Regions from separate parts of the Triticum aestivum genome. Here region 2 is linked to region 1. The links are chromatin contacts, called in public Hi-C maps. All regions are on one chromosome and are shown on one strand. Each heading gives the region's core, a stretch centred on a gene start, on an enhancer-like site or on the middle of the called end of the contact. The rest is flanking DNA. Distances are from core to core; before and after follow the strand shown. Region 1 holds the start of LOC123043682 (cytochrome b-c1 complex subunit 10, mitochondrial). Region 2 holds the start of LOC123043684 (B3 domain-containing protein Os07g0679700).

Region 1 (2,700 bases), core at 42-2,541:
AAGTTTCTGCTGATCCTAGAATGTGAACCTTAACCACCTCGCTGAACCAGAGGCCCATGAAGAGGTTGGTCGAATGGGCATGATCCATCACAATAACTAATAATGCCTACTCTGTAAGTATGACATTGTTCTTGGGTCTCCTTCGAGCTCATCCTGCTGAGTTTTCCTGTCAAGTGAATGAATGGCCAGCCATCTATGCCGCACAGTAGTGAGAGCACAAATAGGGTATATGATGCAAGGAAACACCGTGGCAAAGAGGAGGAAGTAGCAAATGTAAAATACGAGCGGTGTTGGTTAATTCACGAAAAGGTTAATGCTCTCACCATTGTCCACTCTCCAAATGCTCCCTTTGTTTCCTTTTACTCTGCATATAAGTTTTCTCTCAAGTCAAAATTACAGGAAAAAATATCAACATTCATCATATCAAATAAATGTAATGCATCATGAAATTATTTTTTATATTGTATATATTTAATATTATGGATGTTGATATTTTTAAGTATAAATTTGATCAAACTTTATGAAGTTTGTATTCCTACAAATAAGCTTTGCTAGGCGAAGGAAGAGCCCTTCTTTGGTTTAGTGCTCGGCAACTATCCATTTGCCCGAGGAATTTGAGCACACAAGGAATCAGGTGATTCCAAACAAGCGCCACACTTGCTTAGCAAGCATTGCCAAGTTAAAAGAGTGAATATCTCGATACCTTCGCCCACAAAAAAAAATCTCAAGACCTCATACCAGATTTATTGTTGGGAAAGCATAACTTTTATCACGCCCACCAATGTATTTTCTTGCCATGCCCGTTGTCTCTCACTATAAGTTGTGTCGTCAGATATAGCTTTGCAGACCTCTTTCAGCCAAAAAGAAAAAAAATGAAACATGGGCAAAAGGTTTTTCCGCGTTTCATTAATTGAGAAGAAGCTTTAAAAGTTAGAACACACGCCCGAGGGCACCAAAATGGCCTTAAAAGAACTACTCTCGTGTCATCATGATTGCGTTGAAATGTTTCGCGCCGGCGATGGCCCAATGAGCAGCCTCTCGGCGGATTTTGGCGAGGATAGGCATCGGTGGAGCGTACACATTCTGGAACACCCTTGCCTTCCTCTTGTTGCAGATTTTCCATGTAAAAAAGAGGGATGCCAATGCTTTGCACGGGTGTCCATGGATGTGAATGACGTCATTCCACCAATCTTTGACAGCGTGGAATGGTTTGGGCCTCATGGCCGAAGAGGCTAGATACGATTTTAGGCCCATGAGATGGACTGGGCCCATTCACCTTCCTCCCTTGTCTCTGAATAGGCCCATCAGAACGCACAGGAAGCACTTTAACAAGTCTTCTCCTTCCTCTCGCCCAATTTCCTCACCTGCCCCCGAGAAGAGAGAGAGAGAAAAGCAACGAGACGCGAATCAACGGCGGCGATGGCTCTCCCGGCGTCCAGCTCCACCCTCTCCCGCTTCCTCTCCTCCCGCCGCATCCAGCCCACGGACGTCACCGCCCTCGCCACCTGGGGCATCTTCGCCGGCAGCGCCGCCATCTACCTCGTCCAGGTCCGTGTTAAAACCGTCAATTAGCGATTACGCCTTCGATTGCACCCACCGTCCGCCACTTTTGAGCCTTGCTTCATCTCGCATCCGCCGCTCGATCCGTGGGTAGTTTGTCATATCGGTGTTAGGGTTTGGTTTCTCCAGATCCGATCTTGCCATGCCTGTGTAGCTGCTTGTTGTTGGCCTAGATCTGCGGCGTGCTGGGTCGGTCTTCGGGCCCGGCGATCTGAGCTGCGATGGTGTGATCTGGGAGGGATTATCTGAAGTTTATTACGTGGTCAAAATTGTTGTTTGGATCTTAATAGTGCTCCGTTGGGATTGTATACGGTGAAGGAGAAGACCGAAGTGATTATGTGATGGCAACAGATTTATTCTGGCGAACCCCTGTTTGTCAAGGTGCCTTGGTGATAGGAACGTGCTGCAATAAATAGTTCAAGGCAAATGCTGAAGTAGCTATGGCCCTATCTACATCATGCTAACATGATAGTATTTGACAAGCAAGTTTAGCACAGGGCACACTTCTACTCCCTCCGCCCTGAATTACTTGTCACAGAAATGGATGTATCTAGAACTAAAAATATGTCTAACATACATCCATTTCTGCGACGAGTAATTCCGGACGGTGGGAGTACTGGTTAGAACACTTATGCAGTGTAACAGAACCTGGATGCAAAGTACAGTTCCGGTTTTGCAAAATTTTGATAGGTAATAGTATATAGTTTTAATTGTTCAATCTTGGTGACATGAATTAACTTTCACTTCCTCCTGATAGTTTCTGCCGAGGCAGCTTGATTTCTTTGCCTTTAGCTTCACATAACTAAGATGTGCATTCTGCCTAATAGCTCCTGGAAGGTCTCAAACATGATCAATGTAGATCCTCTCTAAAAAGGCACTTCTGTTGAATATGTTTTCTGGCGTATTCCATTATTTCTGACTGTTATGCATGAAAATTTGGAGCATGTATGTGTAATTTTTTTAATACTGTCATGTATGCTTACACTGCTATGAACTTAGTATCTACTCCCTCCGTTCCGAATTACTTGTCTTGGATTTGTCTAGATACGGATGTATCTAGACTTATTTTAGTGCTAGATACCTCCGTATCTAGACAAATCTAAGACAAGTAATTCGGAACGGAGGGAGTAGTTCTGTACA
Region 2 (2,700 bases), core at 98-2,597, 150 kb after region 1:
GCGCGCTCCTCGTTTCTCCACTCGTCCCGCCAACGCAACGCAACGGTCGCCGTCGCCGGAAAAAGGAGAACAGTCGCCGGTCGCCTCCACGCGGGCCCCGGCGCGGCGCCCGTGCGCCCGGGCCGTCGCCGTCGGCGATGTGCGCCATGTCGGGCGGGTGCACGTAGCCGCGCTCACCTCGTGGCCACGGAGACGCTGGCTACGTAGCACGTACTACCACTGCTCCGCTCGTACTCTACGTCCACCTCACCGGTCGTACAGCCCGACGTCGACGCGCCGGGTCCCACGCGTCAGCCGCCGGAGGCCGACGGCAGCATGCGTGCATGTAGACGCCAGCATCTCGTCCAGGCATGCGCGCGACGTAGGCAACAGGCGCAACGTGCGCGCGCGGGGGATCGCAGTGCTCACGTGACGTCGCGGGAAACTGCGAGCCCCACCGGTCCACGTCGCGGCGAGCCACGTCCTCTGCCCCGATCATCGGCGACGGCCACCGCGCGGGCCCCGCCGGCCGGCCGGGCCACCGCGAGCGCCTTCAATTCCCTCTCCCTGTGCTGCGTTTTCTCTGCCCTGTGTTCGCTCGCTGCGAGGTGAGCTCTTTGATGCGTGCGCGCGTGTGCCGCGCCGGAGCGGCTGTGCACTTCATGAGAGGAGGCGCTCGCGGCCGGCTGGAAACGTGCGTGCGGCGTTTACTCGGCCGCACCGACTGAAGGCGACGTCACAGGCCGCCTGCCGGCGCCGGAGCCGGAGGCATTGAAGGCCGGCGGGCGGGCCGGCGTCTGGACTGGCTGGCATTCTAAAATTCCTCGCTCGCATTGAATTCGGTGCAGCGCAGCGCAGAGAGCACAGAGGCAGAGGCACAGACACGCATGCAGTTCATCGTCTCCTTTTTGTTTTCTTCCGGGAGAACAATCCGCCATAAACTAAACCGAGCCCTGTGCCCCGTCAGGCATGCGCAAAAGCATGTGCCTCCTCTCATTTCTACTCCTACCAATAGAGAAATGAACGAGTGAAGGCCTGGCCTGGCTGTGATAGTAGTAGTAGGCCTGACGACTGGTCACCGCCGATTGGCATGTGCGCCCATGACTGCGAGCCGCAGCCGAGCCGACGTCGTGGAGGGGAGCAACGCAGCGCAACAGCCAGCACAACTGCCGGCCGGCCAGCCAGCGGGGCGGAAACCATAGAAAAAGCACGGCATGTCGTGCATGCACGCACGCACGCACGCACGCACAGGAACAAAAAGCCACGCTCGCTCGCCTCGCCCCTAAAAAATCCCGGCCGTTGCTTTCAGCTGGCTTTATTTTACGGAGGAAAAAGGATTTCCTTCCTCAATCTGCTTTTCGTAGTAGTGTAGTAGTAGGAGTACTGCTTGCAGGCAGCTCCGGCATCCCCCATCTCGTCGTTGTCCTTCCCTCCCTCCCTTGGCTTCCCCGCATCCGCACCGCACCGCATGCGCCAGTCGCCACCGATCGCCCGCCCGTTCGTGCGTGCGTCGGTTGCTCTCTCCACATCCAGCGGAAAACTACGCCTCCCCCACCGCGCGCAGCCCCCCTCCCTCCCTCTCTCCCTCCGTATCTCGGGCGGGGGCGGGTGGGTGATGCGGTGGGCCGAGGTGGACTCAGCTTTCCCTTTTCGGCGGGGGCAAGCAGCAGCAGCAGCCTGATCGGAGAGGGAGGGCGGCGGACTCTTCCGCGCGCGACGGAGCGGAGCGGGCGGCCATGGCGGGGATGGGCGCCGCGGCGGCGGCGAGGTGCATGAACGCGGCGTGCGGCGCGCCGGCCCCGGGGGCGGGGGACTGGAGGAAGGGCTGGCCGCTGCGATCCGGCGGCTTCGCCGTGCTCTGCGACAAGTGCGGGTACGCCTCCCTCCCTCCCTCCCTTCCACCGCGCCTGCTCTCTCTGCGCGTGCGTGCTCTGCTCTGTTCCGAACGGGATGGCTGGCTCGCTGGCTAGCTCGTCGGCTGGACGAATCGATTCGTCTCGATGCTCTGCCTTTGCCCCCCGCGCCTTTTCCTCTCGGGCAGACGATGTTTTGTTCCTTGTTGCGGTTGGGCAATCTGTGGATTTCCTTTTTGTCTTGCGCGTGTGTAGCAGCAGTTTTTCAGAAAAGCGGAGTTGACTTCGCTGTAGCCTGCGTGGATACCTACCAGCGACATAGAACAGATAGTTAGTACTACCTGATTGCGTAGAGCTCATGTTGAATTCAGATTTTGTGTAATCGTTCAGTTACTCAGGGCCGACCCAAAAATTGCTTGCAGCAGCTTAATTGTGGAAATCGATCCTCTATGCTTATGAGTTGTGACCGAATTGGTAAGAGTCACCTCTGTGTCTTGTATGGTTGACTCAGAGTTGGTGCTTGCTTGAGGAAACATTGCCTGCTGCTTGGTGAAAGTCACCTCTGTGGCCTGTATGGTTGACTCAGACTTGCTGCTTGCTTGACAGTAACTATTAGGTGTTGTGACAATGGAAGTTCTCTTGCGGTTCGTTTTCGATGATGACGGGAGAAACATGTTTAATCTAGTAGTATTTGAAGATTGTTTTTCCTGCAACATAGGAAATTACTGTTACTACCAATTTACAGTTCAATTTTCTGGACCTGTCGATATTTACCATATCATTTCTTCTGCGCTCAGGTTGGCGTTCGAGCAGTTTGTCTTCTGCGATATATTCCACCAAAAGGAGTCCGGTTGGAGGGACTGTTCGT

The links. A called contact is a pair of places that touch in the nucleus more often than the background predicts.
Region 2: a Hi-C map of leaf shows a contact between it and region 1, with 3 times the contacts expected there. The contact joins the promoter of LOC123043684 here to the promoter of LOC123043682 in region 1. A contact is called at or near these places in 3 of 5 Hi-C or Micro-C datasets (all in leaf) and 1 of 1 datasets of contacts at active chromatin or transcription factors (leaf).

What each region holds. Positions count from the first base shown.
Region 1 is chr2B:97,154,809-97,157,508 of IWGSC CS RefSeq v2.1, forward strand. LOC123043682 (cytochrome b-c1 complex subunit 10, mitochondrial) reads left to right here and starts at 1,292. Exons shown (of 2, transcript XM_044466206.1): 1 at 1,292-1,548. The coding sequence starts at 1,420.
Region 2 is chr2B:97,304,364-97,307,063 of IWGSC CS RefSeq v2.1, forward strand. LOC123043684 (B3 domain-containing protein Os07g0679700) reads left to right here and starts at 1,348. Exons shown (of 12, transcript XM_044466207.1): 1 at 1,348-1,852; 2 at 2,630-2,700. The coding sequence starts at 1,716.